Regions from separate parts of the Mus musculus genome. Here all the other regions are linked to region 1. The links are chromatin contacts, called in public Micro-C, promoter capture Hi-C and targeted proximity ligation maps. All regions are on one chromosome and are shown on one strand. The core of a region is the stretch at or near the end of the contact, and the rest is flanking DNA. Distances in the headings are between cores, read along the strand shown.

Evidence for each region. Promoter capture Hi-C pulls out the DNA fragments that hold promoters and counts their contacts. A called contact is a pair of places that touch in the nucleus more often than the background predicts.
Region 2: a contact with region 1 is called in a Micro-C map of embryonic stem cells, with 4 times the contacts expected there. A contact is called at or near these places in 1 of 484 Hi-C or Micro-C datasets (embryonic stem cells) and 1 of 9 other capture datasets (adipose tissue).
Region 3: a targeted proximity ligation map of embryonic stem cells shows a contact between it and region 1, with 2.1 times the contacts expected there. A contact is called at or near these places in 3 of 130 datasets of targeted methods (embryonic stem cells, memory CD8 T cells and pancreatic cancer cells) and 1 of 9 other capture datasets (liver).
Region 4: a promoter capture Hi-C map of embryonic stem cells shows a contact between it and region 1, with 2.1 times the contacts expected there. A contact is called at or near these places in 6 of 39 promoter capture datasets (embryonic stem cells, neutrophils, pre-B cells and 1 more) and 3 of 9 other capture datasets (adipose tissue, embryonic stem cells and liver).
Region 5: a targeted proximity ligation map of epiblast stem cells shows a contact between it and region 1. A contact is called at or near these places in 1 of 39 promoter capture datasets (cranial neural crest), 6 of 130 datasets of targeted methods (double positive thymocytes, embryonic stem cells, epiblast stem cells and 2 more) and 3 of 9 other capture datasets (adipose tissue, liver and pancreatic islet).
Region 6: a targeted proximity ligation map of embryonic stem cells shows a contact between it and region 1, with 37 read pairs. A contact is called at or near these places in 2 of 39 promoter capture datasets (the C10 cell line and cranial neural crest), 8 of 130 datasets of targeted methods (embryonic stem cells, pancreatic cancer cells and pro-B cells) and 3 of 9 other capture datasets (adipose tissue, liver and pancreatic islet).

The regions. Positions count from the first base shown.
Region 1 is chr19:4,326,555-4,330,957 of GRCm38.p6, reverse strand. Kdm2a (lysine (K)-specific demethylase 2A) reads left to right here. Exons shown (of 21, transcript NM_001001984.2): 14 at 1,736-2,005; 15 at 2,699-2,830; 16 at 4,060-4,149. Among named protein-coding and RNA genes, the nearest start is that of Grk2, 23 kb to the right of the region's middle.
Region 2 is chr19:3,840,351-3,844,753 of GRCm38.p6, reverse strand. No RefSeq gene overlaps it. Among named protein-coding and RNA genes, the nearest start is that of Gm51271, 8.3 kb to the left of the region's middle.
Region 3 is chr19:3,933,368-3,937,770 of GRCm38.p6, reverse strand. Unc93b1 (unc-93 homolog B1, TLR signaling regulator) reads right to left here and starts at 2,585. Exons shown (of 11, transcript NM_019449.2): 1 at 2,419-2,585; 2 at 1,868-2,009; 3 at 1,349-1,502. The coding sequence starts at 2,577.
Region 4 is chr19:3,970,488-3,974,890 of GRCm38.p6, reverse strand. It overlaps Aldh3b2 (aldehyde dehydrogenase 3 family, member B2), which reads right to left and starts at 2,563. Exons shown (of 10, transcript NM_001177438.1): 1 at 2,278-2,563. The coding sequence starts at 2,315. It also overlaps a transcript of Aldh3b3 not described here.
Region 5 is chr19:4,030,505-4,034,907 of GRCm38.p6, reverse strand. No RefSeq gene overlaps it. Among named protein-coding and RNA genes, the nearest start is that of Gstp1, 5.2 kb to the left of the region's middle.
Region 6 is chr19:4,057,631-4,062,033 of GRCm38.p6, reverse strand. It overlaps Gstp3 (glutathione S-transferase pi 3), which reads left to right and starts at 2,587. Exons shown (of 7, transcript NM_144869.3): 1 at 2,587-2,610; 2 at 2,740-2,775; 3 at 3,193-3,299; 4 at 3,418-3,505; 5 at 3,845-3,948; 6 at 4,039-4,146; 7 at 4,316-4,403. The coding sequence starts at 2,610.

The DNA.
Region 1 (4,403 bases), core at 573-3,072:
AACAACAACAACTCCTCAATGGGCCTGCATATGGTACAGGCCTTTCTTTGATCCCAGCACTCAGAAAATAGAGGGAGAAAAATTGTTGTAAGTTCCAGGCCAGTCAGGGCTGCATAGCAAAACCTTATCTCAAAAAATGAGGAAATAAATAAAATACGGATGGTTAATCATTACTTGGTTTTGTCCTGACTCATAGTTCAGGGTAATTGTCTCTCTTTGAAGTTGACTTAACAAAACTATCACCGGGTTCAGATGCTTTGCTGCATTGTTGACCAAAATAGATATCATTATTCTCCTGATGCAGAAACTCAGCTAAATATGAGGGAAAGCTAGTTTAAACCTGTCCATATGTATCTCATAACTGGGAGGTGTTGTTGTTGATACGGTGAGACCGTGAGCTTAAGAGTTTACCACTCTGCCCTTTTTGAAACAGGGTCTCAGCAAGTTTCCAGAGCTGACCTTGAATTCATGATCTGCTTCTACCTCCTATTTGCTAGGATTACAGGTAGATTGCTATCACACCCAGCTAAGATTAAAAAGAATTTCCATCAGCAGATACATTGTCTGTCCTTTGTTTTACATACTTCATAGCTTACTTCCTGTGTAACTTTCTACCTTGCTGTCTGTGACAGGGTCTTCTGTCCTGACTGTGAGCCAGACTAAGCTTCTCTCCAGCAAAGCCGTATTAGGCAGAATGTTAAAGTGTTAGGTTGAATATTCTTGGTTTTTTTTTTGAGACAGGGTTTCTCTGTGTAGCCCTGGCTGTCATGGAACTCACTCTATAGACGGATGCCTTTGCATTCAAAAGATCCACTTGCCTCTGGGCCTTCACTACCCAACTTGAATAGTATCTTTAAAGAGCCACCTCCCTCTTCCTGGGTCTAGGAATCTCACTTGCCATGAGAGACTGCCTCAAAACAAATCAGTCATTTATGGCTGTTAGATATTTCATGGCAGAAAATTATTTAAGAAATAGTGAGAAACTAAAGGAATATAAGATATGGTTCTTATCCTTGAAAAGGTTTCTAGCAGGGTAAATAAACATGTATCAAAATTATAAACATTGAAATTTATTCCACACTTAAATGTTATTAGATGCAGAATAACAAGTCATGTGAACTTCCATTTGGAGTGATAAATGAATAAGGCATCTAGGACTTTGTCAGCCTGTTTAGGGGTTTGTCATAAGTACCATCAGACTTAACCCAGAAAGCTTTAGGGAGGAGCAAGTCTTACAGCTCTCTAAATTAAAAGAGATAGCAGTGTTAAGACAGAAGTTAGCATATTTTTCTGTGGAGATTCTGTGTGTTTGTATGCCACACAGACAAAAATGGTCATATTATATAGCATTTGAAAATGGCCATAGATAGTACATACATAAATAAAGCATGGCTTTGTTCCAGTAAAAATTTATTTATAAAGATTTATTTATAAAAATCTACTGTGCCGGGCGGTGGTGGCGCATGCCTTTAATCCCAGCACTTGGGAGGCAGAGGCAGGTGGATTTCTGAGCTCGAGGCCAGCCTGGTCTACAGAGTGAGTTCCAGGACAGCCAGGGCTATACAGAGAAACCCTGTCTCGAAAACCCCAAAAAAAAAAAAAAAATCTACTGTGGCCAGTTTTGCCTACAGACATCTCTTTGCCAGTCCTAGGCCAGGTACATTACAGAGCAGTCTTCTGCCCTCTTCAGTTTTAAAGCAGCTGGATATAGTTGACCATGCTTTTCTTTTTCCAGCTTAAATTCCCTACCAGGCCAAAGGTGAGGGTTCCTACAATTCCCATCACAAAGCCTCACACCATGAAGCCAGCTCCACGCTTAACACCTGTAAGGCCTGCTGCAGCCTCCCCCATTGTGTCAGGAGCCAGGCGGAGAAGAGTGCGGTGCAGGAAATGCAAAGCTTGTGTGCAAGGAGAATGTGGAGTCTGCCACTACTGCAGGGACATGAAGAAATTTGGTGGACCTGGACGCATGAAGCAATCCTGTGTCCTCCGACAGTGCTTAGCAGTAAGTGATCCGAGTGAAAATTTTGCAAGGCTTGGTATTGGTGCCAGAGAAATTGTGTATATGTAAAGTCAGGGAGACTTAACTGAGATGGGTTTAGAAGGAAGATGTCTTTTTTGGTTTTTTTGGGTTTTTTTTTTTTTTTTTTTTTTTTTTAAGAATTATTTATGTTGCAGGGCGTGGTGGCACACGCCTTTAATCCCAGCACTGGGGAGGCAGAGGCCAGCCTGGTCTACAAAGTGAATTCCAGGACAGCCAGGGCTATACAGAGAAACCCTGTCTCGAAAACAAACAAACAAAAAAAATTTATTTTATGTATATGAGTAGTACACTGTAGCTGTCTTCAGACACACCAGAAGAGCACATTGAGTCCCATTACGGATGGTTGTGAGCCACCATATGGTTGCTGGGATTTGAACTCAGAACCTCTATAAGAGCAGTCAGTGCTCGTAACTGCTGAGCCATCTCTCCAGCCCCCTGAAGGAAGTTATCTTAATAAGAAAAGACAAGCCAACAAAGAGTGAATTAATTGCCTTTGATGGTCTAGTTTCTAGGCAGTTCAGTCCCAAGTCTTTGTCAGTCATTACTATCTTGTCTTTGTACACCCCAAGTGAACCAAGTCTCCTATCTTCATTTAAAGGGACTATGAAATTTAAAGGTTCAAAATCTGGTCTTCTGATCTTTGTCTTTTTGTAGCCCAGACTGCCTCATTCAGTTACGTGTTCTCTCTGTGGAGAAGTAGATCAGAATGAAGAGACCCAGGACTTTGAAAAGAAACTCATGGAATGCTGCATCTGCAACGAGATAGTTCATCCTGGCTGCCTCCAGGTAAATAGATGCCTAAAGGCCCTTGACAAGAGAGTGGAACACCTATCAGTAGAGGCTGGTACTATCCCTACTGTGGACTTTGAGCTGCCTTGTCACAGAGGAGAATAGTAGCCCATTGTTCAGGTGTCTCCTGTGTATCAGGCTATCTAGTAATTTCTGAGGAGAGAATGGTATACAAAACAGACCAGTTAATGTCCCAGTGGTCATGGGACATATCCCAGAGGGCCCTGGAGAGTGTGTTGGAAATCTTAAGGCCGTTGTAATGAAACTTGAAGAAATGTTTGAGGATGCTTCAAGCTCCTAGGTGTCCCCGCTGTATCCCTCATTATATCTCAGAATATAAGCTTAAAGGGATGGTGGCAAAGGTGATTGGGGTAGGGGTGGGATATTTAGAATGCAACCTCAAAGGTGGAGTCATATGATATGATTTAAATTATATATTCCTAAAATGCCCCAGGTGGAACATGCCTGTGAGACTGGGTCTGTCAAATTTAGGTTTCAGGTACATGAGTGACTAGCATGATGACATGCCTGTATCCCAGTTACTCAGAGGTGGGAAAATACCTTTAGTTTGAAATCAGCGTTGGTAACATAGTAAGACACCCCACCCTTCCCCATCTCAAAGGTGGGTAGGTTGATGGGTGGGTGGGTGGATATGCTTTTATATTGAGACATTCTCCCTGTGTAGTACTGGCTCATTCAGAACTCAGTTTGTAAATTAGGCTGCCCTTAAATTTACTTCTGCCTCTGTCTCCCAAGTGTTGAAATTACAAGCAAATGCCACTGTATCTAGCCATAAACACTTTGAACAAACCAGGGTTTGTTCTCAAGCAATTGAGTTCATATCTTGTTACATGAATTTACATTTTACAGTTGAGAACACTGAGTCACTGTAATATTGATCTCTGAATCTCATTAGTTTGCCCAAATAGCAAGATCAAGCCTGATGACGTTGACATGAGATATTTAGGAGAAGAAATTCAAATCTAAACTGGCCCAGACCCTGAAAAGTCTTCAGGGAGCCTAGCTTTGGTCAAGCAGCCAAGAATCAAGGTGGCTGAAAGCCAATATTAGGACTGTTTGTTGCTCATTAGATCTCAGTCTTTATTCCCATGTAGACCAGTATGTTTAGAAATGGACAACTCTTTCAGTTTTTTCCTACCTGTTTTACTGTGTGATGTAGAAGGCAGAAGTGACTAACTTTTTAAAACATCCCTATCTGCCTATAGATGGATGGAGAGGGGTTGCTGAACGAGGAATTGCCAAATTGCTGGGAGTGTCCAAAGTGTTACCAGGAAGACAGCTCGGACAAAGCCCAGGTAAAGGAAATGTTCAGTCTGGCCTTTGCAGTAGTATCCAAGGGCTTTCTCTGACCCACGATTATTTTGGTTTTATTTATTTGATATCTTTTTATCCTCCCTTTCTGGTTATTCCCCTTCCCCCTCCAGTTTGTTGGGGTTTGTTTGTTTGTTTTGCTTTTGTATTTTTGTTTTGTCTTTAGTTTTGATTTTTATATTACTAATTAACTGTTCCACTTAGGAGTCCTGATGTCCTTTTTATTCTTTAGGGTACT
Region 2 (4,403 bases), core at 539-3,038, 490 kb after region 1:
TGACCCCTGGTCCTCCTGGCTCCTTCATCCTGTAGGTGTGAACCACTAAACCCTTAACATGGGCAAATAGGTTTCACATATAGAAAGGCTTCATGGACAATAGTGGTCTTACTCGCATCAGTTTAAGATAGTAACAGATCTGTGCACCTTCAGTATATGGCTCAGAGAACAACTTTCGTGCTTAGCTTGTTAATTGGGATTGAGGGCAGCAACTTGGAAACAAAAAAGACAAGTATTTCAGCCGGGCGTGGTGGCGCACGCCTTTAATCCCAGCACTCGGGAGGCGGATTTCTGAGTTCGAGGCCAGCCTGGTCTACAGAGTGAGTTCCAGGATAGCCAGGGCTATACAGAGAAACCCTGTCTCGAAACCCCCCCCCCCAAAAAAAAAAAAAAAAAAAGAGACAAGTATTTCCAGAAGCAGAATTGCTCGCTAAATCAGAACTGAAGCCAGGTAGTGGTAGTACATACCTGTAAACCCAGCACTCTCCAGAGGCAGAGGCAGGCAGATCTCTGAGTTCGAGGCCAGCCTGGTGGCAGAGAGTTCCAGGACAGCCAGGGCTACACAGAGAAATCCTGTCTTGAAAAACCAAAACAGAACAGAACAACAGAAGGGCCACAGTTTATCTGCAGAGTCAGAGACCACAGCATGATGTGGGGGGTCTTGAAGTTTTACAGGATGGGAAAGGGAGAATCTTGGGTGTGTGAGAGTCCATCAAGGAGTCAGGCCCTCCCACCCCAGCCTGCAAGGATAGAAGCCAGTGGCTTAGGTATACAGATCTCAGAGAGGCTTCCATGGGTCTGTCATTCACATTAACTCTCCTGCTCAAAGGCCCTCAACCCACCTGAGACTTATAGCTAAGAAGTCCTTCAAACACTGCATCTTGGTGACACTTCAATTCCCTGTGTTGAGAAATGACATTGCAAAGCTAAATGCAACAGCACAGAAGGCTCCTGCTTCAAACCCTGAGCAGTAAAGGGATCCCTGTAGAGGTGAGTCCTCTGGAGTGAGTGCCTGTGGCCAAATCAGATGAAAGTCTGTTTAACGACTGTTGGCTCACCCCACCTCTGTGTGTACCTTGGGGTGCAGAGCAAGTGAAATGTTTAAGAAGACTCCGGTGCTAGTGAGATGACTCCCTGGGTAACAGTGTCACCAAACCAGCCGACCTGAGTTCTTCCCCAGAACCCACATGGTGGAGGGAGAGAACCAATCCCTACAATTGTCTTTTGACTTTCGCCACACATACCATGGTACGTACACACAATCACATTAAATAGATATAATTTAAAAAGAAAAAGGCTCCAGATAGTGTGAGGTCAAAATGAAAGATGAGAGTTCCAGACTGGGAACGGAAAAAAACTGAGTTCAGGCTCTGGACTCTTCCCTCTTCAGTCAGCCATGGCCATTAGAAGTCCAACTTCAACCTGGTGCCCTTGAGATGGCCCTTCCACTGCAGAGGACCCTCTGTACAGATAGGCAAGCTGAGGCTTAGGGTAAGGAGGAGGCAGTGATTGCTTACCCAGGATGCTATGGCCCACCCTGGGCACATCTCCTTTCTCTTTGACCCGGCGCCACAGTGCAGAGGTCCCTCCACCTTATATTCTTGCTTCGATCATTTCGGGTTTAACTAGAATCTAATCTTCATGGAGAATCCCATGGAAAATTACCCAAGTCTATTCTAGGAACCCAAGGTCAGAATGTCCTAGCTAACTTGCATTTGCGTCTGTTAGAACTGCTTGTGTGTGCAGAACCCCTTCAAACAGCCAAGACTCCAGGAAGTGGTTTTTACCTTCAAGCCTCCTGTGCTCTGGACACAGCTGGCTACAGTTGGGTCCCTGGATACTTGGGTGTAGCCCCAGCCAGCTGGAATAAAGACTTTCAATAAACTGTGTTTGAGTTGTCATCTCTGGTAAACTCCCAAGTAACATCTCAAGGACACTTATCATCGTTGCTTAGGAGGTGGGGAGACTTCTATCCGACCGACCCAAGTCCTGTACTCAAAACCTCTTAGAGTCATAAAAGGAAGCAGGTAAAAGAGTTAACAGTGCCATTGCCCACTCGGTGTGACCTTGGCCAGGCCCCATCGTCTTGGAAATGGGGTAAGGGAAGAGGAGGCTACTTTGAAAGACCTACTGGTTCAGACAGGACTGACCCTTTCTCCCCCAGTTTCACTGAAGTGGCTGAATTCCAAAGCCAGCAGGATGGCAGGGAGAATCCGGTCTAACCGGATTCCAGACTCCCTGCCAACCATCCTGTTGAAACCTTGTAGAGAGGACACCTGAGAGCTGGGGGTCCTGTGGGAGTGGCTCTAGCTGTGGGCGTGCTCTCTGAGAGTCAAGTCCATTGGTTTCCGGACCCAGGAGTGGGACTAACCACATGGCCTTTACATACATTGATGATGCTGGTGAGGTCTAACTGTCCTGGATGGAAAAGAGTCTGTTCTTAAGCAGCTTCGGTTTTGTTTGTTTGGTTGGGGTTTTTTGTTTGTTTTTTGTTTTGGTTTTTCGAGACAGGGTTTCTCTGTGTAGCCTTGGCTGTCCTGGAACTCACTTTGTAGACCAGGCTGGCCTCCAACTCAGAAATCCGCCTGCCTCTGCCTCCCAAGTGCTGGGATTAAAGGCGTGTGCCACCACACCTGGCGGAAGTGTTTTCTAAGAGCACAAAGAAGCTGTGTTTGTTTGTTTTTAAGTACTATTTATATAATGTATGTAAGTACACTGTCTCTCTTCAGACACACCAGAAGAGGGCATTACAGATGGTTATGAGCCACCATGTGGTTGCTGGAAATTGAATTTAGGACCTCTGGAAGAGTAGTCAGTGCTCTTAACCACTGAGCCATCTCTCCAGCTACCATAAAAAACGGCTTGTTTTATTGTGACAAAGGTTCCTGAAATGTGCTGCGGGCTGCCCTTTATTCATCTCCAGAGGCTGGAAGAAACCCCCCTCCCCCTCAGCCCCCACCCCCACCCCCAGACCAAGAACACCTGTCAGGCCTCTTCCCCAAGCCCTAACTTTCTTACAGTGACCCAAATCACTTCCGTGCTGACCCTCAGTCCCTCTTTCTTTCTCAGTACCTAAGCATTGTAAGTGCTTCAAAGAATAGAATGAGCTAGGTGGCATGGTGCATATTACCCAAGGATCCTTGCACTTGGGAGACTGGAGGATCAGGAATTCAAGGTCATCGTTCAGGCAGCACCCAGCCTGTTGACTTGATACCCTACATTATACTCTCTTCCACTGAGCCCCACCACTGTGTCTGGCAGTGTTCATCCACCAAAGGTAACTCCAGGCCTGATGTTTCAAGCCCTCCGCTTTGGTCCATCAAACCTGCTCTTTGACCTTGGGTTGCTCCTTGGCTAGGATTCTCTGCCTCTTTTCAACTTTCCACTTTTTATTTTTTGGTTTTTCAAGTTAGGGTTTCTCTGTGTAGCCCTGGCTGTCTTGGAACTCACTCTGTAGACCAGGCTGGCCTCGAACTCAGAAATCCGCCTGCCTCTGCCTCCCGAGTGCGTGCACCACCACTGCCAGGCCATTTTTTTTCTTTTGGGGGGTTGGGAGTTGGGGGTGCATTGGGGGTGAGACTGACTGACCCTCCCTCACTTCTCCTGCTTATGACTACTGAGTATTTTGGGTCACAGGTGTGCACCCCACACCAGCTCCATTTATTCTCCTCACATCCTTATTTCGTTCTGAAAAACATTCTCGTCCTTCCTGGATGAGATGCTGTGGGGACTTTTGCTCTCTAGGTGTGTTTCTCCTTTCTGAGCCTGCCAGGAGACTGTCCCCCTCTTGGTCTGCAGTGAGCTAGGCTTGCTCTTTCCATGTGACTTGCTAGTCTTTGGCTTGCTATGTGGGTCACTTCTCTCTCTCCTGGCAGATCAGCAATGCCCTCTTGAATCTAACTAGTGTCAACAGACAGCGAGGGAAGGTACAGCTGGGTGGTAGAGTCCTGGGCTCGAATGCCTGCATGAGATCCTGAGTTTGATGTCAGGTACCAATGAAGGTGGTAAAGGAAGGGCCCAAAGAGTTTCCAGTTCTAAGAACCCAGGTGCTTACCCCAGAGCGGGGTGCCTGCCAGTCATCAGAACGGGCTAATTGAGAGAGGTGACACGTGCCTCTTCAGGACCAAGAGCTATTGTACTTCCCCTTAACCTTTCCTTTCCTAGACCACCCAGGTAGCCACACAAGGAAGGGAATGAGCTCAGAGGAGAGGTACCGAGGCAGGAGCACCTGCAGGCAGGGATTCCGCATGAACCATAGCAGAAGTCTGTGACATTCAGTCACCAGCAATGGGGCTCCTTGTTAACAGCAGCTGTCACACAGGGTTCTTTTCTCTGTCACACCCACCTGGCAAGTGTGACACGTGATGAACAGACTGTGACTGTCTCCCCCTTCTCCTCTGCTC
Region 3 (4,403 bases), core at 1,336-3,835, 390 kb after region 1:
AACAAGGAAACTAAACCAGGCATGCACAGCTAGTAGGTGTGCAGGATACAGGACCCTTTGAGAAAGGGTCACGGTGACTGACTTTCAGCTAAATCCTTTTTTTGTTTTGTTTTGTTTTGTTTTGTTTTGTTTTGTTTTGTTTTTTCGAGACAGGGTTTCTCTGTGTAGCCCTGGCTGTCCTGGAACTCACTCTGTAGACCAGGCTGGCCTCAAACTCAGAAATCCGCCTGCCTCTGCCTCCCAAGTGCTGGGATTAAAGGTGTGCGCCACTACCACCACCCGGCAACTTTCAGCTAAATCTTAAACCTACAGGCTACGCCCTTCAACTCTGTGAGGAAAGATTGCTTCATGTCTAAAGTAAGAGCAGCTACCCTGGCTGTGTGATGGAACAAAATAAGACTTTACTCTGCATTAGAGGTGATACATTTTAAGAGGTATAAAGCCAGCCAGCGTGATAACACAGCCGGTAGTCCCAGCACCCAGGAGGCTGAACTAGAAGAATCCTGAGAGTCAGCTGAGGCTCCTGGGTGAGAGCCTGTGTGCAGGTTAGTTGATGGTCAACTTGACACACAAACTGGAGTCACTTGGGAAGAATGAATCTCTGCTGAGTCAATGCCCCCAACAGATTAGCCTGTAAGGAAGCAAGCCTATGATGAATTTTCTAGATTGCTTCTGGATGGGGGGCGGGGGGACCACTTAGGTGGTGCCACCTCTGGGGTGGTAGACCTGGGTTCTATACGAAAGCAGGCTGAGCAAGCCAGTAAGCAGCATTCCTCCATGGCTTCTGCATCCACTCCTGCCTCCAAGTTCCTACCTGGTTGAGTTCCTGCCCTGACTTCCCTGGATGATGGACTATCATGTGAAATAAACCCTTCCTCCCCAATCTACCCATTTCAGGAGTCTCATCAGGCTGGGGAACATTTCTGCAATGGCCTGGAGGTTGAACCATATGTGCCCTAGAGCTCCAGCCTGACCAACCTGAGCCTCTGCAGCTAAGACCTTTTCTGTGAGACCTTTTTTTTTTCAACATAGTCATGGCTCACTGGGCTGAGAACCTGGGCTGTGCTGGGGGTTTCAAGGCTGTAGCCCAGGAAGTCACAGTTTGTCTGGTAGGATGCCAGAGTCCCCATGAAACCAAATGTGCAGATGGGGGGAGGGGGGATGGGGGATCTCTTGGTTCCTCCTCTATAGCTGGGATTTCCCCTTTTCCTTCTCACTCTTCCAAACAAGCAAGGCCTCTCTGCAGTTCGCCTCAGTCCAAAATAGGAGGGCAGCAGGTGGCCTTATGATCCAACAGTCTCTGTACCCCACAAAGTCGGGGGGGGGCGCGGAAACAGAAGTTTGGCACCTGATGAGCACAGGTGTGTAGAGCAGGGCAGCGATAGGCGTCACGTTGATACCCATCAGCATCTTGCTATCGATGTCCGGCAGCCCCATGTTGCCATACTTCACCTCTCTGTAGGTCTCATCATAGTGCAGGATCAGTTGCATCTGCAGGAGGCCTGGGGACAGGGAGCATCGTAGAGAGCTCTAATCAGTCTGGCTCAGAACAACTAAACAAGCTCACGGCAAGGCTGGCAGGGCGCCGAGTCACCTAAGCGACCCTTTCCTGTATTCATCAGGACCAGGATAAGAACAAGACTCCCGTTCCCAGCCTCCCGCACCGAGTCTCTGGCTGGGTTGGGGGCACACTGGCTTGTGGCACACCCCGCCTCCCAGTCCCAAGTGCACGCCACAGCAACAGCAGATGTGACCCGGGAAGTGAAAGGGGAAGGAGGCCAGCTAGCCGCAAGGTTTCTCTTTCCAAGCTCGGGAGTGGAGGGGGAGGGGAAGCAGAGGGCTAGCAGGGTTAGTGTGTCCTCCCTACCCAGGTAGACGCCGTAAGTAAGGGTGACACCCGTGCTGGCCGCCAGCACGTTCTTGACCACTCCGAGGCGCTTGCGGCGGTAGTAGCGGCGCTCTTCCTCCTCCTCATTGTAGTTGGGGTACGCACCCACGAGTTCGTCCAACTGCGGGCCAATCACTAATCACATGTTGGCTCCCCGGTCGGACTCCAGACCCTATCCCGGCTTCCAGGAACTCAGGTTTCCCATCCAGGGTCCTAGTCCCCATCCCAGGGCCCCCGCACCCCACTCGGGGTGTCAGTCCACAATTCTGGATCTCTGTCCCCCTGACCCGGAGTCCTGGTCTCTTCTCTAAATCCCTGCTCCCCACTCCGGGTTCCAGCTTTCCACTCAGAGCCCCATCCCCTATTCCAGAGTGTGTTCCTACTCTGAGACCCTGGTCCCCAGTCTGGAGCCCCGCCCCTCATCCTAGGGTACAGGGGGCCTCCCATCCCAGGGACCTTCCCCCCCCCCCCCCGGGTGCCCCGCGGGGCAGTCGGTCCGGTGTCCCATTGTGTTTCCCTGCCCTGCTCACGGGAGCCTCTGGCCCATCAGGAACTCCGTGCCGGTCTTCATCCCCTTGAGGACCCGCGGCCCCGGCCACAGGGTAGAGCGGAGGCTCCACCTCCATGACCAGATCCAGATCAAGGGCTTGCAGTTCTGGGCACCAGCAGCTGGTTGGGACTTCCTTCATCAAAGACCGCCCTGTCTAGTAGGCCCCACCCCGTCTAGTGTGGGCCGCCTCCTCCTAATACTGTCCATGGTGTGTGTGTGTGCGCGCGGTATGTGTGTGTGGTATATATGTGGTGCATGTGTGTGCATGCGTGTGTGATTTTTGTTTATGTGTGTGTGGTGTATGTGTGTGCAGTCTGTAGTGTGGTGTGTGTGTGTGTGTGTGTGTGGTTTTTATGTGCTGTGGTTTATTTGTGTGTGGTGTATATAATTTTTTGTTTGTTTGTTTTTTTGAGACAGGGTTTCTCTGTATAGCCCTGGCTGTCCTGGAGCTCACTTTGTAGACCAGGCTGGCCTCGAACTCAGAAATCCGTCTGCCTCTGCCTCCCGAGTGCTGGGATTAAAGGCGTGCGCCACCACTCCCGGCTGTACGGTGTATATAGTATGTGAATGTGATGTGTGTGGTGTATGTGTATGTGTGTGCAATGTGTGTAGTGTGGTTTGTGTGTGTATGTGTGTTGTGTGCTTGTTTTATGTGTGTGTACAGTGTGTATGTATGGTGTATGTAGTATGTGTGTGGTGTACGTGTATGTATGCAGTCTGTAATGTGTGGTTAGTGTGTGTATGTGGTATGGTTTGTCTGTGTGGCATGTCTGTATATGTTTTTGGTTTGTGTGTGACTTTTGTATGTGTGGTGAAGCAGAAGGTGGGCTTTTGTTGGCTCTATGAAGGGAGCAAAGGCGGAATGTAGTGCAGTTGGTCAGGTGCTTCCTGTCATGAGCAGAGTCCTGGGGTGATCCTGGGGTGGTCATGGCTGTGCACACCTGTAAGTCCAGCATACAAGAAGTGGAGAAAAGAGACCTGGTATTCAAAGAGTCATCTTGCTACATCTCAAGTTTGAAATTTGAAGTGAATACATGAGATACTGTCTCAAAAATAAAAGTGAAAGAACAGAGAGAGGGTGGTGCCATCATCTGGGGCATGGAAGACACAGGACAGGAGGGACACAGTGGACACTAGGAAGCTCTGAAGCTGTGTGGCTGCAGAGTGGACACCAGTGTTTACAGTCTCATGTGGTAGCCGTGGTGAGCCTGTGGCTGAGTGATCATATTGTTGGGAATGGCAGTAGACTTTGAGACCCCGAGAGGATGCAATCCTATAGGATAGAGGGGTCAGGTGAGGCGTAATGAGAAGAGAGCAGCTGGAATAGGGAGGGGTGTACCACAGGGAGTGGGCTCAGTGGGCACTGAGTGGAAAGGGCAAGGTGGTATGTGTGTGTGGGTATGTGTGGGTATGTGTGGGTGTGTGTGAGTGTGTGTGAGATGTGTCTGTGTGTGTGTGATGTACCTATGTGTGTGTGTGATGTACCTATGTGTGTGGTGTGCCTGTGTGTGTGTGTGTGTGTGTGATGTGACTGTGTGTGTGGTGTGTGTCTGATGTGTCTATGAGTGTGTATATGTCTCTGTGTGTGATGTGTCTATGTGTGTGTGTGCGCGCTTGATATGTAGTGTATGTGGTATGTATTTGTGTGTAATGTATGTGTGTGTGATGTGTGTATGTATGTGTGATATGTGTATTGTGTATATGTATGTATATGTATGTTTATTTTACATGTAACATTTGTGGTATGTATGGTATATGTGTATAGTGTATTGTGTGCATGGTGTGTAGTGTGTTTGTGTGTGTGATATGTGAGGTTTGCGATATGTGAATGCTCTGACAGAGGCTGAGAGGAAGCACCCAAAAGAAGCCCCACCCCTCTCAGGAATGCACCCTTCAATCACATTGGCTGAGGTCTCTGTGTACCAGAGCAGAGGCCAGTATCATGTCCTTAATATCTGTGCCCTT
Region 4 (4,403 bases), core at 1,314-3,813, 360 kb after region 1:
TCCACTCCGCTCTGTTATAATCTGTAGGGTTACTGTTGTGCACGCTGACTGTCACTGACTAACATGTCAGTTACATAGCACGAGTCTGTAATTATACAGGATCAGCAGCATCGGCATCTCTGGAGGCAGGCCAGAGAGCTGTCATGTCATGCAGGCTCTAACTGCAGTGAAGACACAGGGACACTGCACTGTGGATGTGGAGCAGCGGGGCAAAGGCTTCGGGGTGCAGAGTGTGAGAAATGGGGTATAGCAGGGACAGTTGTCTTGATGGGACCTGCTTCATGGGGAGCCGGGGTGGATACACACCACATGCAACGGGGAACAAGGCTGGAAGGAAGGCAGAACTGGCATTTAGAAAGAGGGGTGGCATGTCTCATCTTATCTAAGCCTTGTAATACATATCATTACTCCATAATAAGGATGAGAAAGTGAAGCTCAAAGAGTCCAGCTGATTTTCCCAGTTTGCTTTGACTGTCAATCTGACACAGCCTAAGGTCACTTGAGAAGGGAGTCACAAAGGAGCGATTGCCCAGACCAGATTTGCCTGTGTGAAATTGTCTTGATTGTTAGTGGATACAGAAGGGCCTAGCCCACTGTGGGTGGCACCATTCCCTAGATAGGTGGTCCTGGCCTGTGTAAGAAAGCTTGCTGAGAATAAGCCTGTGTGCTAATCAGAAAGCAGAGCCCTCTGTGGTTTCTGTTGTATTTCCTTGGCTTTGAGTTAGCACCAACATTGACTTCCCTCAGTGATGGTCTCTGATCTGTAAGCTGACATCAGTCCTTACACCTGCCTCACATCAAGCAAAAGCAGCTGGGCATGAAAGCTGGGAAGCTGAGTCCAGACCTCACTCCTTGAGCTGCTCTAGTCACTGCAACCAAGGGGGATCCCTGTCTCTGCCAACAGCGGCTTCCCAGCTTTCATGCCCAGCTGCTTTTGCTTGATGTGAGGCAGGTGTGTGGAAGTGGTGATGGGAACAGGATCTCACTGCACAGTCTTAGCTGGCCAGGTACTCTTTCTGTAACTTTCAACTTGAAGCAGTCCCCCTGCTTCTGGGTATGGAGGTGACATGTGTGCCACCATGCTGAGCTTCTAGGCACATGGTTTTTATCCTTTCCTCTATGCTTTTCAGTTGCTTCCAGATTTTCCAAGAGAATGTAATGTTTCCAGAGCCACAGTGAGCAACACTATTTTTTTAATGACACTGCATCACACTATGTGGCTCTGGCTGGCTTGGCACACTCCATGTACACCAGGCTGGCCTCAGACTCACAGAGCGCCACCTACCTCTGCCTTGGAGTGCTGGGGTCATCACACTCGGCATGGGGGTGGGATGATGATGGGATCTTGTGTAGCCTTGAATTTGTTATCTATCAAAGGATGACCTAGAACCCTTGACCCTCATGCTTTCACTCCTACCTCCCAAGTGCTGAGATTATAGACATGTGCAGTTACACTCAGTTATTCAGTCCTGGGGGATCAGAAACAGAGCCTCATGCACTCTAGGCAAGCCTTCTGTCATCCACAACGCCCCTGTTTTCTCACTACGCAGTCTAGGCTGTCCTTGAACTCATGCTTCTCCTACCTCAACATCTAGAGAGCTGAGATGACAGGCAAAAACCACTGAGCCCCACTGGTAACATAGCTTTTTAAACCTAAAACTGGATTGGGTGTGGTAATGCTCACCAGCATTCCAGAGGCAGAGGCAAACAGATCTCTGTGAGTTTGGGGCCAGCCTGGTCTACACAGTTAATTCCAGAACCCCCAGGGCTACACAGTGAGACCCTGACTCAAACAGACAGGTAGGCAGACAGACAGACAGACAAACTTCTCAGCTCTGATCTTGCCTCCCAAGAGGTCCCCTCCTTTCTGATCCTGGTGGCAGCTCTAATGTCCCTTGCCAGGTCTCCATCTGCTTGTGCGGCTGCCACCTTAGCATCATGGAGCTTCTCCAGACAGGATGAGGTCTGCCCCTCGTCCTGAGACTCTTGGGTGTTTCTTATATGTAACAGGAACGTGAGGCTCAGAAGAAGCAGGCAGATGATTGTGTACCTGTGACCTAGGCCTCCGGTCCTGTTGTAGAGTTGTAATGACCTAGGCTGTCCTGTTGTAATGACATAGGCTCACTGCTGGTCTCAAACCCTCAGCTCCTAGCCCTGCCCCTCACCCGTGACTCCGTATCCCAACACATCTGTATTCCCAACACATCCGTCCCCCACCCAGGGCCTTTTTTTTTGTACTGAGGCCCCTTTGCCACCAGTTCCAGAGGCCCCACCTACCCCTGAGAGGGCTCCGAGCCTGTCTCTGCAGCAGACATTCTGGCTCCAGATGTGCAGCAACTCTTGTAGCCAGGCTCTCAATTGCCTCTGCCGATCCTTCTAGGTGGGGTCACACTGCCTTGCCCTATCTGGCAGTGCAGCGCCTGGTCTTGAAGCTCTAACAGGTGGTGGGTGGGGCAGCTGTCTCCTAAACTCCACGCCTTCCCTCCCTCATTGCCTCCTGGGCACAGCTCTAGGGAACCGGAATGGCAGGCTGTACGGGCTTCTCTGTGCGTCTGAATGTTCTGGAGAAGCTGAAAGGAGTCAGCTAGTGAGGAGAAAAGTCATGGGGGTGAAAGGTGAAGACAAACCTCGTCAGTTTCCTGACATCGATACCACCTCCTCCAGGAAGCCTCCTGGGGCTAAATCATCTCCTCTCTCTCTCTCTCTCTCTCTCTCTCTCTCTCTCTCTCACACACACACACACACACACACACACACACACACACACACAATGACAGTGTTCCTGTCTAGAGCAAAAAGGTTTGGGACTTTTATTTCCACTCTCCTGTGACTAAATGACACACATGGAGTAGGGAAAAGGGCACTGGCAGTTGTGGAGGAGACTTTGCAGGCAGGGGGATTGCTTCAATGGGGGAAATTATTTATTTCCTATTTACATGTGAGATCTAGTCAAATTATTTAACCTCTTTGAGCTTAATGTCATAAATGTGTGTGTGCGTGTGTGTGTGTGTGTGCACATGTGTGTGGTTTTCTACCATGTATCTGTGCACCACATGTATGCCTGATAACCCACAGAGGTCAGAGAGGGCATCAGATCCCCTGGAAGTAGTGTCATAGATAGTGTGACATGCCATGTGGGTGCTGGGAACTGAATGGAGGTTCTGAGGAAGAGCAGCCAGTGCTGTTAACCACCAAGCAATCTCCCAGCCCTTTAGTATCATGATTTCTGAGACACTCTCTTGGGAGTGAGAAGACAGCTCACAGCTTCTGGCTGTGTGTCTGGGGCTGCGGCACTGGAGGCTCCCAGTGTTTCTGTACCTCACCGAGTACCTCCTAGGGTCTAAGAAGCAGGAGACAGAGCCCTGCCACTGTCCCTCACTGGTGACCAGACCCTATGCCCCACCCCTCCCTGACCCAGGCATCAAACACACACCCAGTTCAGGGTTGAAGAGAGGGTGTCTTTGCCAGTGGGTGTCTGGCATAACCTCTCCTTGTGGTTGGAGCTCAGCCATTAGGAGCCACAGCACAGTACAAAGCTCTGGCCCACGAATCTTTGCTAGTGTCAGAGCTCAGTGTCCATGGGCCCAGGAAGGGAGCACAGTAGGAACGGGGGCAGGGACACAGGATGGCTTACACGGGGTGGCCTTCCCGAGAGCATCAGGTGGGTCCCAAAGATGACTTCCCACCCTCAGTTGCAAAGCTACACTGTGTGTGGGCTACAGGCTGTGTGAAACCTAACTCACTAGTGATACATTTTAAAGAAAACTAAACCAGAGAGGACCCCACACAGTCATGACCCTGAGAGCAATGGGCAGAGTGTGAAATCAAACCACTAGGGAGCTTCCTGTACCCTGCTCTGTCCTATGCCAGGCTGAGGAGACAAATATCCCAAAGTGGCTGAGACAGCAGAGCTGTGTTCTCTCATAACACTGAAGACACAAATCCATAACCAAGCTGAGTGTGGTATCTCACACCTGTAGTTCCAGTTCTTGGGAAGCTCAGGCAGGAGGATTGCCATGAGTTCCAGAACAGCCAAGATTACATACCAAGACCTTGCCTCAGAGAGGAAAAAAAACAAAAACAAAAACAAAAACAGAAACAAAAACAAAATATGCTGAGGCCTGTCCCCTGAGCCTGTGGGGGAGGAGCCACCTGCCTCTTCCAGCTCCGGGTGTCTGGTTTGTAGTCTCACCTCTCCAGTCTCCTCCTGTGTTTACATAACCTTTGTCTTAAGACACATCACCCCATATCACCTTTCTCCTTTCTCCTGGCCTCACACACACTTGACAAAATACAACTGAACTACATCCTCACCCTCTGCTTCTCTCTGAGGATGACACCTGTGACTGAAGTGAGCATTGAATGGATTGCCAGGATCTTGGCAAGATCCTTAACTTCATCAG
Region 5 (4,403 bases), core at 753-3,252, 300 kb after region 1:
ACTTGGGAGGCAGAGGCAGGCGGATTTCTGAGTTCGAGGCCAGCCTGGTTTACATAGTGAGTTCCAGGACAGCCAAGGCTGAGAAGGACATTTCTCTTTTCAGCCTGGATTTTGTTGTTGTAAGAGAACCCCTGAGGCTAGGTAACTGTGTAGATTGTCACCATCCACTAAATGCTCTGAGTCACCACCATGCTCTAATTTGCATGAGACAGTGGCTTTTGGGCTGAGTGTTTCCTTGGAGTGTAAATGCAGACACAGGATGACTGCATCTCCTTTGTGCCTGTAATCACCATTATCCAACCAGCACCACTCACAGTCTCTGACTGACACCGTCTATAAGCTACTCAATATAGATTGGAACCCATGGGCGAGTGTGTATATTAAAACTGTGTGAAAAAAAAATGAGCCCAAGAACTTACCAAACACTCCAAGGAAAAGTGCAACAACTTCACCAGACCCCATAGAAGCCTGTCATTCAACCACACAGCAAGGCCACCAGGGACCAATTGGAAGAGAATCTCTAAGCTTCACCTGAGCTCCACCTCTACGGTGGCCCTATCCCCACTGTGTGATGAGGCCCATTCAAGTAGCCATCCATCCATCCTTCTGGACTCCTGGCGCTCACCTTGAGGATCTTGCACTCTGTAGCTGAGCTCTGCATTCCCCTTCATTAGCTTCCTTAACATTTAATCACCTGCCTGTCATTCTGACTCTGTGTTGGCTCCCTGTCTTGTCCTTCAGGAGCCCCTCTTTCAAGTCTGCAGCCTCTTCCCTTCTGCCCTGGGAAGGGTAAGGAGCAATCTGAGCGTCAATATTACTTAGGACCAACATGAAAGATGTTGCCAGTATTCACGTTGCCATGGCACACAGGGATTACTTGATAATAGCTGACAGGGACAATGCTACAATGCTGAGTAGAAGCTAATCGTTATTCGATACATTCTAGCATCTTGAAAAGATACTGTTTGTCTACAGGGGAGAGGCTACAGGGTTCTGGAGTTAAAAAAACATTGTATCTGAATCCACCCAGCTTCTGGCAAGGAAGAAGTACACCTGGGGAAGGACACAGGTGTCACAGAGGAGCCTGGCAATCTAATCTTCAGCGATAAAGCACTCTTGAGGAGTCTGTCACCAGCACCCAACACCTCTTAGTAGCATTTCTTTCTTCCTTCCCTCCTTCCTTCCTTTCTTTCCTGATCTTTCTCTCTCTCTCTCTCTCTCTCTCTCTCTCTCTCTCTCTCTCTCTCTCTCTCTCTCTCTCTCTCTCTCTCTCTCTCTCTCTCCCTCCCTCTCCTGTGTGTGTGTGTGTGTCTGTCTGTCTGTCTATTTTGGTTTTTTTTTGAGACAGGGTTTCTCTGTGTAGTCCCGGCTGTCCTGGAACTCTGTGGACCAGGCTGGCCTTGGAAGTTAATGATTTGCCTGACTTCTTGCACCTCCACTGCCTGGCTATTTCAATACTGTCATGTTGACAGTTGAATGAGATTGTGAGTTTTGGCGGAAGAAACTTCATCAAGCCACGGTGCCTTTTACAAGGGGATTTCCTCAGCTGCTGCTTATCTATTTATTTACTTATTTATTTTAGATTTACTTATTTTTATTATATATATATATATATATATAAGTATTTTCCCAAGCTCTGTGCTGGTGTCCATGGAGGGCAGAAAGGGCGATGGCTCTCCTGCAAATGGAGTTACAGGCAGCTAGAGATGCCTTGTGTGCTGGGAACCAAACCTGGGTCCTCTGGAAAAGCAGCCAGTGCTCTTGAGCACCAAGCCACCTCTCAGATCTTTAAAATATTCTTAGCACAAAGTACTTGACAGAATTGGGTTTGGGGTTGTGCTATGCATAGCCGCTTTATCCCCTGTGCAAAGTTTCCCCAGAAATTTTCTTAAAAACTGAGTTGTGCTGAGGGAGAGAAGAGTCAGGTGAGCTGCTGGAGACTGGCAAACAGAAAGACTGAAGATGAGCAAGCACGAGAGCAAACAGACCCTGCTGGGAGCTTAAGTTCATCTCTCCATTGCCCCTGGGAGCTGGCTGGCCTTAAGCTAAGCTTCTTATCAGGAGCGTTTCCCCTGTCCTTCCAAACATGCAGATCAGATGCTGGAGACAGTCAGGGCTCAACATTTAGGAGCCCTTTGCTGCGCGACCGTGAGGAGCAGCCCTTTGCTGTGCGACCCTGAGGACCAGCATATGGATCCTAGTAGTTAGGTAACAAGTCAGGTGTGGACCTGAAGTCAGGAGGATGGCTGCGGATCGCTGGCTTTCAGCCTAGCCAAAGAAACTTGAACTCCAGCTTCAGTGAGAGACCCTGCCTCAGAGGAATAGGGCGATAGAAGAAGGAGCATGGTGTCATTTTTCTGGTGTCAGATTTCGTTACGAATGGTTGTGAGCCACCATGTGGTTGCTGGGATTTGAACTTGGGACCTTTGGAAGAGCAGTCAGCGCTCTTAACCACTGAGCCATCTCACCAGCCCCCCACATAGCACTTTTTAAAAAATTATTTATTTCTATTTTATGTGCATTGGTGTTCACCTGCATTTGTATCTATGTGAAATGAGTCTGTGTGATGACGTTGGGTTCCCTGGAGCTGGAGTTACAGACACTTGTGAGCTGTCATGTGCTGGGTACTGAACCCAGGTCCATTGGAATAGCAGCCAGCCCTCACACTATCCTTTAAAAAAAGATTTATTGCCGGGCGGTGGTGGCGCACGCCTTTAATCCCAGCACTTGGGAGGCAGAGGCAGGTGGATTTCTGAGTTCGAGGCCAGCCTGGTCTACAAAGTGAGTTCCAGGACAGCCAGGGCTACACAGAGAAACCCTGTCTCGAAAAAAACCAAAAAAAAAAAAAAAAAAAAAAAAAGATTTATTTTTATTGTATGTGTATTGGTGTTTTGCCTGCATATGTCTATATGAGGGTCTCTAAGCTCTGGAACTGAATTTTACAGACAAGCTGCCATGTGGGAGCTCAGGATTGAGCCTGGGCCCCTGGAAGGACAGCCAGTGCTCTTAATGACTGAGTCATCTCTCCAGGCCTCTTTGTTTGATGTGAATGGTGTTTAGCCTGCTTGAATGTCTGTGCACCACATTCCATATAGTGTCTGTGGAAGCCTGAAGAGGACATTGGATCTCCTGGCCCTAGAGCTATGATGGTTGTGGGCTGCCATGTGGATATTGAGAATCGAACCCATCTCTACCTCAAGCTCTTACACTCAATTAAAATAAATAAAATAAAACTTTCTTTTAAAATCTAGATTACTTCAAATAGAAGCACTATGTTACACTAAGTAGGCCTTTTCTTCTTTGTTTTAATTACATTTCATTTGGGGCTGAAGAAATGGTTTAGCTGTTAAGAGCACAGGCTGCTTTTCCAGAGGATCCAAGTTCAGTTCCCAGCATCCATATGGTGGCTCCCACTATAGCTCCAGTACCAGGGGATCTGACACCCTCTTCTGGTCTCCATGGGCACCAGGCACACACACAGTGCACAGACACAGAGGTAAACAAAACTCTTGCACACATAAAATAAAAATAAGAAGGGCCGGGAAGTGGGGGCTCACGCCTTTAATCCCAGCACTTGGGAGGCAGAGGCAGGTGAATTTCTGAGTTCGAGGCCAGCCTGGTCTACAGAGTGAGTTCCAGGACAGCCAGAGCTATACAGAGAAACCCTGTCTCAAAAAAAACCAAAACAAACAAAAACAAAAAAAAGGAAGAAGAAGAAGGAGGAGGAGGAGGAGGAGGAGGAGGAGGAGGAACCAGGAACCGTTTGATTTCTTTATTTGTGGGTTTTTTTGGTTTTGGTTTTTGGTTTTGGTTTTGGTTTTTGGCTGTCCTGAAACTCACTCTGTAGACCAGGCTGGCCTCAAACTCACAGAGATCCGCCTGCCTCTGCCTCTGCCTCCCAAATGCTAGGATTAAAGACATGTGCCACCATGCCTGGCTCAAGTTGCCTGAATCTCACTTTTATGTTGCCTGAGGATGGGGGTATCATGGGGTAAATGTTGACCAGAGCCCCAGAGTCTTTGCCTCAGGGGGACTCCTGGTGTCTAGTGAGCTCCTTATCTGAGTGGACCCACAGAAGAATGAGGCCTGAGGAATAGCGGCTGCTTTTGATGTTCCAGTTTCATTTTTATGTTAGTTACTTTTCTCCTGTCTGGAACCAGATACCCTGCAGAAGTGATTTGGAGGGAGGTTACTACAGACCAGAGCTACGGTCCACCACGGTGGGGAGCCTGGCGGGATTCCTGGCAGCAGGACCATCAGCCATGACTTGCTCACTTCTTGGTGGATCAGGAAAGAGAACTCAGTCCAAAATAAGGGCCACACTGTAACCCTCAATATCCACCCCAGTGGTCTAGGTCAGGTGGCTAGGCCTATCTGTTCATCAGGTTCCACAGATCCCAAAA
Region 6 (4,403 bases), core at 1,338-3,837, 270 kb after region 1:
TCTGCCTTATTCTGTTTTTGTTCCCATGTTAAAGATAGAGTAAATGCAGTATTCTCCACATAAAGATATAGATTTCTGAAATTCTAAGATTAGAATTACTTACAAGAAGAAGTGGGGAATGAAGAATAAAAAATTACTGGCCTCTTGTGAGAACATGAACTTTCACCTCGGAGCCCACCCCCTCCCATCTGGAAAACATACTTGAGAAAAACATTTTCTGGAACAACCACAGAATGTTTCAACAGGCCAGATGTATTGCCAATCACAGGATATGACTCTTTGGTTGAGTAAACTTGTGGTTGTTAAACTTCCCCTATTCCCTCCCCATTCCCCCTCCCAGTTTGTGGTTTTTTCCTTTAAAAGCTTGTGAAAATTTTGAGTCGTCGTCGAGACTCCTCTACCCTGTGCTAAGGTGTATGAGTTTCGACCCCAGAGCTCTGTGTGCTTTCATGTTGCTGCTTTATTTCGACCCCAGAGCTCTGGTCTGTGTGCTTTCATGTCGCTGCTTTATTAAATCTTGCCTTCTACATTTTATGTATGGTCTCAGTGTCTTCTTGGGTACGCGGCTGTCCCGGGACTTGAGTGTCTGAGTGAGGGTCTTCCCTCGAGGGTCTTTCATTTGGTACATGGGCCGGGAATTCGAAAATCTTTCAGTTTCCCTATGCAGCCCAGGCTAGCTTCACTCAGCACCTTCCATCCTGGTGCTCACAGCACTGAGTCCAGCTCTGCACTGTCATGCCCTGCTCCAGTGGTACGGTTTATGTTACAGAAGCACATTGTGAAGTGACATAGTCTGTTCCCTTCAACAAAAAGGTATCAAAGGGGGAAAATGGATTTAAAAAGTGAGGTTCCCAGCCTGGCAGTACTGGCACACTCCTTAAATCCCAGCACTCAGGAGACAGAGACAGGTGGCATTCTATGGTTTTGAAGCTGGCCTGCTCTACAGAGCAAGTTCCAGGTCAACCAGGGCTACACAGAGAACAGAGAAGCACAGTGTCGATGATAGATAGATAGATAGATAGATAGATAGATAGATAGATAGATAGATAGATAGACAGATGCATAGATGATAGATAGAAGACAGACAGACAGACATGAGGTTCCCAGGGAACTAACCAGACCAAACAAGTTTAAATCCTGTTTACTAGCTGAGTGACCTTGGGCATGCCACGTCAATTCTTTGTTTCAATTTCTCTACAAACAAGGAACAGTGCTAGCCTTGAGGACTGGTACATGTAAGGCTTAACTCTTTGCTAAGAGTTTTCTGTTATAGCATCACCAAGAGAGGAGGGGATAGTTCATTAGTTAAAATCCCTTTATTTAAAAAAAAAGGGGGGGCTGGAGGGATGGCTCAGTGGTTGGGAGCATTGGCTGCTGTTTTGGAGGTCTTGAGTTCAGGTCCCGGCGACTGCATGGTAGCTCACGGCCATCTGTGGTGGGATTGGATGCCCTCTTCTGGTGTGTCTGAGGACAGCTGCAGTGTGCTTGCATGTGATAAATAAATAAATATTTAAAAAAAATTTTAGGGCTGGTGAGATGGCTCAGCGAGTAAGAGCACTGACTGCTCTCCCAAAGGTCCTGAGTTCAAATCCCAGCAACCACATGGTAGCTCACAACCACCCATAGTGAGATCTGATGCCATCTTCTGGTGTGTCTAAATACAGCTGCAGTGTACTCATTTATAATAATAAATAAATCTTTAAAAAAATTTTTTTTAAATCCCTTTATTCTTTTCTTGAAAAGACAGGCTCTTGCTATATAGCTCTGGCTGGCTTGGTTGCTATATAGCTCTGGCTGGCTTGGTGATCTTGGTTGTAGACCAGTCTGGCCTTGAATTCGAAAGGGCTGCCTCTCTTTGTACTTTTTTTTTTTTTTTTCGAGACAGAGTTTCTTTGTATAGCCCTGGCTGTCCTGGAACTCACTTTGTAGACCAGGCTGGCCTCGAACTCAGAAATCTGCCTGCCTCTGCCTCCCAAGTGCTGGGATTAAAGGCGTGCCGCCCGACCTTCCTTTGTACTTTGAGTGCTGCAATTAAAGGTGTGTGCCATCACTCCAGGTGACACTGCCATTATTATGGTTATTGTTATTATTTATTTTTTGTCATTTATAAACATGGTTTCTCTTTGGAGCCCTGGCTGTCCTGGAACTCTGTCGACCAGACGGACTGGGCTGAACTCAGAGATCCTCTTGCTTCTGCCTCCTCCCAAGTGCTGGGATTAACCACGGCTCCTCTACATTGCCTTATTTTTACAAGGAGCACTTATTATTATACCATGTACTGTTGGTAGAGGCCTACCTGCATATAAGGCACTGTCCAAACCCCTGAGCACACAAGAAACCGAGTGGTTTGGGCGTGTTAAGTGGGAGGCTTATCATGTGACCATGTGTGCCTCTTGCAAAACTCCAGTAGCATATTGCACCACAGATAGAAAGGTGAGTCTGCCCTCCCCCACCACGTCTGCCAGGAAGCTGGTACACTGAACACCAGGACTTGGTCTGTTTCTGGGGCAGTGTGGGATGTCTGAGGAGGTGGAGTCTTCCTGTCAATATAAGGCCCCGATCACTTCCTCTCTTCCTGCTGAGCTTGCACCACACTGTATCCGCCCAACAGTAAGGAGAAACCTGGAGGCAAGGGCGGGGGCAATTATACCCCCACCTCACCCCTGCTACTAACCGCTCCTTGGCCCTGCAGCCCAGGCAAGGTCCTCCTTCATCGTGCTTTTTGTCTATCTCTCCTAGTGCCACCTTACACCATCGTCTATTTCCCTTCCCGAGGTGTGGCCTCAGCACTTTCAAGACGAAGGGCACAAACAATAGTCTTCTGGGTCATTCCTGGGAATCCCCAACAGTGGTGTAGGAAGGGCGTGACCAAGACTGTATTGGGGCCGGGCCGGGACAGAGACCTGGGGCAGGACTACAGTTGTGGTTGGTGGGGCCAGGACTGCCCTCTTAGCCTCCGTAGATAGCTGCACTGTCTGTCACTTTTCCTTCCTTCCCTGTGCCATGGTGGGGCTGGGTCTTCGCATTCCAAGATAATGTTAGGACATGGCCTCTATCACCACATATCTCCCCTCCCTATGAGGCTCCCAAGCTAGTGTAGTCCTCTTGTCAGCTTTCCACTCTCCCAAACTCTCCCAGGATGCTCTGAGAGTAGATCTCTTCGCTGTGTCCTCATCCTGCACCCCCATACAGGGCGCTGTGAGGTTATGCGCATGCTTCTAGCTGACCAGGGCCAGAGCTGGAAGGAGGAGGTGGTGACCTTGGATGTTTGGGAGCAAGGCACATTCAAGGCTTCCTGTGTGAGTAATTGTCTCCCTCTCCCCCTTGGGGATTCGGTTGGGGCGCAGCCTTAGGGTGCTGTGTCTAGGATTGGGGGCAGCCAGGTTCAGCACCCCTTACAGAGGGATCTTCTCCCAGTTGTTTGGACAGATCCCCAAGTTCCAGGATGGAGAGCTCACCCTGTACCAATCCAATACTATCCTACGGCACCTGGGCCGCTCCTTCGGTGAGTCCAGAAGCCAAGCCCTGAGAGACACCTGAGATGTTCCTCAAAATGTCCTGGGGCTTTGAATTGCCTCACCTGCAGCCACCAATGTCCCACCTGGGTCACCCTAGAGGATCATGCAGGGCCCAGGTTCCAGAAGGCTACTGGTGTGCTGCTGGGCGGTCGCTGTCTGTACAGCCAGGGCTGTGAGTTTCCAACTTGTATCATTTTTCTAATGACATCCCAGAGGTAGGCAGGGAAGACCTCCAATTAAGGTTAGAGAGTAGACCCAGGCTGAGACTGAGTGGACATGTAGGGACAAGTACAGAACCTGAGCCTGCTGCCTGCCCGCTGACCCAGGGCTCTATGGCAAAGACCAACAAGAGGCAGCACTGGTGGACATGGTGAACGATGGACTGGAAGACCTATTCAGACGCATTGCCCGGCAGTATCGCCATATCCTGGTATGTAGGAGCCACAGGCTAGTGACCAAGCGTGGTGGGCAGGAAAGGGAGATCACTTCGGTCACTCTGGCTGCACATTTCTGACCACAGAAGGAGGGCAAGGACCAGTATCAGAAGGAGCTTCCGGGACACCTGAAGCCATTTGAAACTCTCCTGGCCCAGAACAGGGGTGGCCAGTCCTTCATTGTTGGTGACCAGGTGAGCATTGGGTAGGCCTTTCCCCACCCACTCATTGCCAGATCCTTTCTCAGAGGGGTAAACTGAGGCCAGATGCAGAGGCAGAAGCAGGGAGCATCCAGTGCTTTGCTCTGTGGCGCTTCTCCCAGTCCTGCCTCAGCTCCAGCCCTGTCACTCCCCCGTCCTGTAGATCTCTTTCGCGGACTACCGCCTGCTGGACGTGCTTCTGAATCTCGAGCTCCTGTTTCCTGGTTACTTGAATGACTTTCCCCTGTTCT